Regions from separate parts of the Lactuca sativa genome. Here regions 2 and 3 are each linked to region 1. The links are chromatin contacts, called in public Hi-C maps. All regions are on one chromosome and are shown on one strand. The core of a region is the stretch at or near the end of the contact, and the rest is flanking DNA. Distances in the headings are between cores, read along the strand shown.

Region 1 (2,531 bases), core at 11-2,510:
TTATACATTAATATAAAAATGCGAACAAAGAAGAAGAACATCCTTAACTTACACAAAAATGGTGGAAAACTACAAATGAGGAGGCTAGACTTATAAGGTAAATGATGGTAGCTACGAACCAATGATAAGTTATATGTATTTTTGACATGTCAAATGATAAGATAAAAAAAGTTTATAAATAAAACAAATTTGCTTGAATCAAAACAAAATTTATCCTGATTCATACTATTTTTCTAACTTTTTTATATTATTTTTTTGTAACGATAAATCTAATCTACTAATAAACTATTCATGATTTCACATGTCTTAGACTTATATTTTAAACATAACTTGAACTTTAAACATAACTTGAACTCTCATGTGAAGGAGGAAAGACAAAAATAGACTTGTGAGACTAAGACTTGTTTCATATAGGAAACAAGATGGAAAAATGAATAGTTATAAACCTTGTTGAATTGGTGACTAACTTTTGAAATTGGACAAAGGTAGGACTAATGGACATAGGTTTGGATTTGAGGCATTGGGTTAGCCAAATTAGGCTTGACTCTTGATTTTTATAAACTAATTAGTTATTGTTTAAATGTCTTGAGTTGTGATAGTAAATTACGGTTTTGACAGTTCATAATTATCATATTGTAGCCTATATAAAGATAAACACTTGACAAATTTGTGGCCTAATCTTTCGGATATGCTATATCTCATTTTTCCCCTATAATCATGGGAGTATAGGATTTTTTCGGACAAATTTAAGATTTGTTTCATGGAATTTAATTATTGTATCTTCAAGAAACCGGCTTAGAACACTACATCCTTAAAATCTCCATGCTTAGTCCTTGTACTTTCATGTTTTATAAAATGCTAACATATTTTGTTTTTTTTGGTTTTTATAATATTATTTATTATTTATAAGAATTGTTTCTATTTTTATTTAATCTGTTGATTGTTGATCGTGATAAATGAGTGATCGACTCTGATAGAATAACTTATCCAAATAAATATCTTTTAACAGATTAAATAAAGTTGTTCAGGTGAGCAAAAACATATTCTGTCTATTTCTTGAAATCATTGTTATATAACCAAAAAAAGGCCAAAACTAATAAAATTCTGTTCAACATGTGGCAAATCTTTTGTTGGACTAAAACAGAAGATCATTAAATAGTCCAGGGAGAACTTTTGTAATTTAGTCCATTTGGAAATAGCAAAAGTAGGTGTGGAGTTAGATTTGGAGCTCGTCTATATTAATTTGACGACACACGAAACACGGATTCGTTCTACCCACATACCACCTCACTGGATCGAGATCTCGAAAATGGAACGGAGCTCCAGTGGAATCTGGTTTACTCTATTCATCTCAATCGTCTTCCTCATCTCATCTTCTGAATCATTCTATCTCCCCGGCGTTGCGCCCCGTGATTTTCAAAGGGTATGTACTCCGGAAGCCCTCGATCTCCTTTGGATCTAGCAGTAGCATTTTCGTATGATTTAATTTAGTTAATGTAACTCAAATCGGCATCTGTGTATATATTTAACGCGAATGATTTGTCTCTGTTGCTCTGATTTCACTTCAAAATCTCAGTCTATAGCGCATGATCCGGACCAACCGAGCTTAAATCTAGGGTTGTTGCTTTGAGGTTAAATTTCAACTTCCAATGCAAGTCACTGATCTGTTATACACAGATTTGGTGCTGGTGGATAGATCTAGTTAGTTGACTTTTAGCATGCGCAATGCCGAAGAATGATTTTCTTCTTTCTGTTCCTAGACTGTTCGTGTTGCCTGCCTAATGCCGGATTTATATTATTGACAAAAGAAGTCGTCAATGTTCTTTATGTAACATGTGGCATGCTTTAAATGATAATTCTTTCCTCTAGGGTTACAGGGTAGATGCATTTGTAGTGATAGCTAGTCATTGTAAAGTGAAGATCACTTCAGTGTTAAATGATGGTTAAAATTTGTAAAGTACAGATCAATGTCATTGGTGAGTACTGGTTTAGTCAACACAGTTTTTATTGACCATCTCATTTCCAGATCTGATTGACTTGATAGCGTTAGGACTCATAAATACGGGGGTTCTATGTTTTTGTGACTAGGATATTTTAGCCTTATGATATAAGGCAATTTGACACTGTTATACTAAAATAGATTCCCCCTTAAAGAAAATAGAGACTTTACCATTCATTAAATGTGCCATTCTACCGGACCTTGGAGATCTGAAATCTTTCCAGCTAGTTGTTTTCTGTACTCGTTTTGCTAAATTGTTGATCATCTTGACAGGGTGATCCTCTTCAAGTTAAAGTCAACAAGCTTTCTTCTACAAAAACACAACTTCCTTATGAGTACTATTACTTGAATTACTGTAAACCTAAGCATGTTGAAAACAGTGCTGAAAATTTGGGGGAGGTGCTAAGAGGTGACCGCATTGAGAATTCAGTCTACACGGTGAGGACCTTCCCATCCAATTCCTGGTCAAGGTTAACATGACCTCTGTAGTCTGTTCTATTATTCAACATCACTTTTACCCCTTGTGTATTTT
Region 2 (2,531 bases), core at 23-2,522, 190 kb before region 1:
AAAAAGGGAAGAAATGAGCAAACTACTCGGCTGCCCTCGACACCCTTTTATAGGGGCTGGAAGGTCGATTTACGCAGGGCGTAAATCCTAGTTACGCGGGGCGTAACGACGATAAGGTCCCTGACTCCCCCCATGGATAATATCGGCCAATATATATTTAAATTAAATATCTAAAATATTTAATAAACTTCAAAAATTCATATCTTCCTCATACAAACTCCGTTTTCGACGTTCTTTATATCCCCGCGTAGGTGAGACTACGCTCTACAACTTTCGTTTAGACTCCGTCGGCTAATTTTGACTTTATTTTTATTATTTATTTTTAGTAGGCCAGGACAGGAAAACTCCGTTATAAAATCATAACTTCTTCATCCGACGTTCGTTTTCGCCTATCTTTTTATCGTTTTACTATAATTAATGAGATCTTCAATTCTCATTTAGATTGTTTCGGCTAAAAACCGCTCGGTCTCAAATCGAGCATTCGGGCTGCATACCGCTAAGTCGAAACTTCGAAAAATCATAATTTCCTCATACGAAGTCAGATTTGGGCGTTCTTTTTATGCACGCTCATGGTTTAACGTATTCTACGACTTTCATTTAGATTGCTAAGGCTAAATATTGCTCTAACGTAAATTCACTTTTTACGTCGCGCTGTGCCGTGCCGGTTCTGTCGCGAAACTTCGACATGTCATAACTTCTTCGTTATAACTCGGATTTCGGCGTTCTTTATATGTACGGAATCCTTGTAACATATACTACAACTTAGTTAAGATTATTCTTTCAAAATAATCTTCCATCAAAAAATCATTTTTGACGCTTAACGTCTCTAAATTGACTAGCCCTGATCTACGGACGTTACATTCGGCATTTCCTCATTAGTAACTAGTGTAATCATCTCATTGGCACATGTTCTTAAAACCATATTTGATTAACCTAATTGTGGTGATGTTTTTTTTACCCGAATCAGACATGACTACAATATTAAGTTATATATAAGCGTCATTTTCGACCTCATGAACTTTTTCAACAAAGGGGGTGTTTGACTTTGTTTTTTACAACCCAAAAGTCCTTTTTGGAAAAGTTACAAAAAGTCAGATTTCCTGACTTTCCCGAAAAATTCATTTTCCTTTTATAAAAACTCCAAAAATAACTTTTAAAACTAGTTTTGCCAAATATCTTTTATTTTTTTTACTTTTCCAAAAAAGACTTTGTCAAACATCTTTTGCCAGACTTTTTTTTTTTTTTTTTTTTTTTTTTTTTTTTTTTTTTTTTTTTTGTTTTTGTAAATTTTATTAAAATGTTTTATTGCTAAAAGATTTAAATGCATCATGTACCTTATCAGTAAGGTTGAAACACGGGAGGCAAAAGCGCAAAACCACCATCCCCAATAGACTCGGAGCCAATTCCATGGCTGCTGCTGCTACCGCTCTCCATGCGTTTCCAATGAAGGTTAAAGCTTCATGGGATACGCATGATAGACTTCCTTACAATCCCCACCGTACTTACCCCAAAAATCCTAACAGTCTTACCCCCGCCAATTTAAGCATAGAGCAAAACCTAAAATCTACCTCGACAGATCGTAATTTGATATCTGTTTCAGCGCTTCTTAGTCGCAAATCTCCAAGCCCAAGTCAAGGTATAATTTTGTTATATGCTTTTCAGTGCGGAATTTTGTCAAACACTTGGTGTGCTTGTATTCAGCAGAGTTGTATCCTCTCTGTTACAAATTAGTGAACAATTTGTTTATCTTGCGAGTGAGGGAGATTCTTAATTTTACCCGTTGCATGCATTTGTTTTGATTTAAACTGTGAATTTCAACAGCGCGCTTGGAAGAAACGTATCTGGGCTACGACACATGGATGCCGAGTGCACCAAAAGTGGAAAAACCTCGCTCGACGTACAATGCTGCCTCGCTAGCATACATTGGAGATTGCATATACGAGGTTTGTGTTAAATCATGTTGCAAGCTCGTGCATAAATTGCAAATGATGATTTTATGTGTCCATTAGCATCTATCTTACACGGAAACACCCATATATATAACTTACAGATAGTCTCAAGGCCATAAAGTAACAAGAAAAAACGCATATATAGCTTACTATTTTCCACAAACTAACTCCATAAAACCCTTACCTTTTTTTTGCGTTTTCATACAGCTATATGCACGCAGACATTTTTTATTTCCACCGCTGAGTATTGAAGAATATAATGATCGTGTTATGGCTGTTGTACGCTGTGAAGCCCAAGTATGATACAAAACCATTCATCCTTTAGTTTTATAACATATTTTTCAGATTGAGTTCTATATTTTACACAAATTATCGAAATTTATGTTTGATGCATATCAGGATGCAATGCTCCACAAACTAATGAAAGATAAAGTTCTATCAGAAGAAGAAAGGTCAGTCTTACCATGCTTTGTTGATTATGCACTGTGTTGAGTCACCATTGTGAGGTTCAAAGTTCTGCATATAGAGAATAGAGCAAATCATAAAATAAAACTTTTTGATAGAGGGCATTTATTTTATGAA
Region 3 (2,531 bases), core at 13-2,512, 190 kb after region 1:
TTGATGATTGGAAAACATTTATTGGAATTAAATAAATTCCATATGGGGAAGATGATGTCAGCAATTTGATCTAAGGGTGGAAAAAATAAGATTGAAATACAATCAATGGTCAAGATTATTTAAGATGATGTCATAAGATTTCTCTTTTAGTAATATTTAAGAAGTTAAAAATGTCATATATTCATTTTTTGGAATGTCTCGTGTATTTTTTTTATATAATTTCTATCATTTTCCTTTTTTGGTAACATTATAATACTAATATTATGTTATACTAGGTGTGAGACCCGTATATTATACGAGTTTATTAAAAATAAAATTTTAATATCAATATATAAATATGAAATATTTTATAATGTAATACTTTATATAACATAATCTAATTTTCTGAAAATTTGCAAAAGAAACTAAATCATTTGAAGTATTTATGAGAACTTATTACAAAATTAACAGGATGATTTTATTTCCTTATAGAACCCATTACAATTTTATGAAATTTTATTTTAAGAAAATGGAAATCCCTAAAAAATGACAAGTGGAAAATAAAATTTCTAAAATTCTCACAAAATGACAAGTGTCAAAATGAAGGAAAATATGACATCTGGCAAAAAAAAACCTTCATTTATTAAAGAGGATTAGTATAAGTTACTTTCTATAAACAAAAAAAACGATATGTTTGGTAAAGCTATTGGCTAGCCAAAAATATAGAATTCTAACTTTTATTTGTACAACAAGATTTTAACAAAATTAATTGTAAGTTTTTATAATTGTAAAATTATATAAAAAAACAAAACTAAAAACTTTCAAAACTATCTGAAATAGTTTTTTAATTAGAAGGGTTTTTTTTTAAAAAAAATAAAAAAAAATATAAACTCCTACTATTGTATTGTTTATAACTATTTTAATGTTTATAAGGAATTTTGATTTTGATTATGATTTTTAAAGTTATAAACATATATTTTCCCACAAGTAATTTATTTAGTTGGTTGAATTTTTTTTTTTTTTTGTTATGATATGAATTATTCTATTTTTAACCAAGAAAAAGAAATCGATATTTTGACACGGACAAGTTTATATTTGGACACAGCTTATATTTCTGATTATACAAACTTTTACCTATTTGAGGTTAAGGAATTTTTTTTAAATGACATATTTTAAAGATTTATACTTGGATGACATCATCATAATTTTTTTAATATATTTAATCTTAGTCTTATTAAATCTACTTTTGTCGCTTATTAAAGAGAATAGATAATAAACCAAAAAACAAACCGTGTCGACGACTTTTTGGGTTTGGAGTATTTCACCATCTCCCCTCTGATGCGTATGCGTTGGTTACAGGGTTGCTATCCTTTTCTGTCTCCTTCTCTACTCCATCATCAACAACGATTCACACATAGCTTTCAAGAAAATTTCTTCCAATAATTTCTACAAATCGACTCCAGAGAGCGATTGTTAGGCCCAATTCCATCCAATGGCAGAAAAAATACATCCTTCTGCCAGACCAACAACCGTAAATGGTCACGCCCCCACCAGCACCACCGCCAATGGTAATGGTAACCCATCGTTTCCGGCCAACAAAGCTCAACTCTACAATTCAACTCGCCCAGTCTACCGTCCTCTACCCCGCCGCAACCGCCGTAGTTGTTGTTGCTCTTGTTGCCTCTGGATTACTTTCGTTATCCTCCTTCTGATCGTCATCGCCGCCATAGCTGGCGGTGTGTTTTACGTCCTCTACCGCCCCCACCGACCTTCCTTCGCTGTTTCATCGCTCCAGGTCTCTCAATTTAACCTAACCTCATCGAATCAACTCAACACTAAATTCAATTTCACCGTCACTGCTCGTAATCCTAACAAGAAGATCGCGTTCTACTACGATCTGGTTTCCGTTTCGATTGATTCGAAAGGAGTCGGTGTCGGTGACGGATCAATACCGGCGTTCGTGATGCCAAAGAAGAATACGACTAAGTTGAGGACGATTGTGTCGACGACTGGACAGAGTGTGGATGATAGTAGCGATCTGAAGTCGGATCTGAAGAACAAGAAGAGTTTGCCATTAACTATCCAGCTTGATACGAAGGTGAAGGCGAAGATCGGAAGCTTTAACACTAAAAAAGTACCAATCAGAGTGGTTTGTAAAGGGATTAAGGTGACGGCACCCACCGGTAAATTAGCAACGACGGCGACAACTTCCGATGTGAAATGTAAGGTGGATCTTCGAATCAAGATCTGGAAATGGAGGATTTGAGGTGAAGAACAAGGTGTGATTTGATTTTTACGATTTTTTTTAATTATAACTACTTTTTTACGGTTTTTTTATCGGATAATTGATATGTTTAGTTAACAGGTGATGTGTATTTAGTGCTATTTCATATCGTATTTTTACAAGAACACAAACGTGGGTCTTAAATTTCTCTTAATTTCTGGGATTTGTTATTGCATTTTATGTATCGACATCTTTTCGTTTCAACTTTGGTCCCTAATTTTAACAGATTTATTTTTAATAATTAAGTATTATAGAAAGGAAAAACACC

The links. A called contact is a pair of places that touch in the nucleus more often than the background predicts.
Region 2: a contact with region 1 is called in a Hi-C map of leaf, with 2.6 times the contacts expected there. The contact joins the promoter of LOC111910314 here to the promoter of LOC111910317 in region 1. A contact is called at or near these places in 2 of 4 Hi-C or Micro-C datasets (both in leaf).
Region 3: a Hi-C map of seed shows a contact between it and region 1, with 2.5 times the contacts expected there. The contact joins the promoter of LOC111910319 here to the promoter of LOC111910317 in region 1. A contact is called at or near these places in 3 of 4 Hi-C or Micro-C datasets (leaf and seed).

Annotation. Positions count from the first base shown.
Region 1 is chr5:290,735,706-290,738,236 of Lsat_Salinas_v11, forward strand. It overlaps LOC111910317 (transmembrane 9 superfamily member 7), which reads left to right and starts at 1,261. Exons shown (of 7, transcript XM_023906144.2): 1 at 1,261-1,423; 2 at 2,273-2,437. The coding sequence starts at 1,310.
Region 2 is chr5:290,540,785-290,543,315 of Lsat_Salinas_v11, forward strand. LOC111910314 reads left to right here and starts at 1,273. Exons shown (of 6, transcript XM_023906138.3): 1 at 1,273-1,636; 2 at 1,822-1,943; 3 at 2,157-2,246; 4 at 2,349-2,401. The coding sequence starts at 1,408.
Region 3 is chr5:290,923,854-290,926,384 of Lsat_Salinas_v11, forward strand. LOC111910319 (NDR1/HIN1-like protein 6) reads left to right here and starts at 1,263. Exons shown (of 1, transcript XM_023906147.3): 1 at 1,263-2,467. The coding sequence starts at 1,472. The coding sequence ends at 2,245.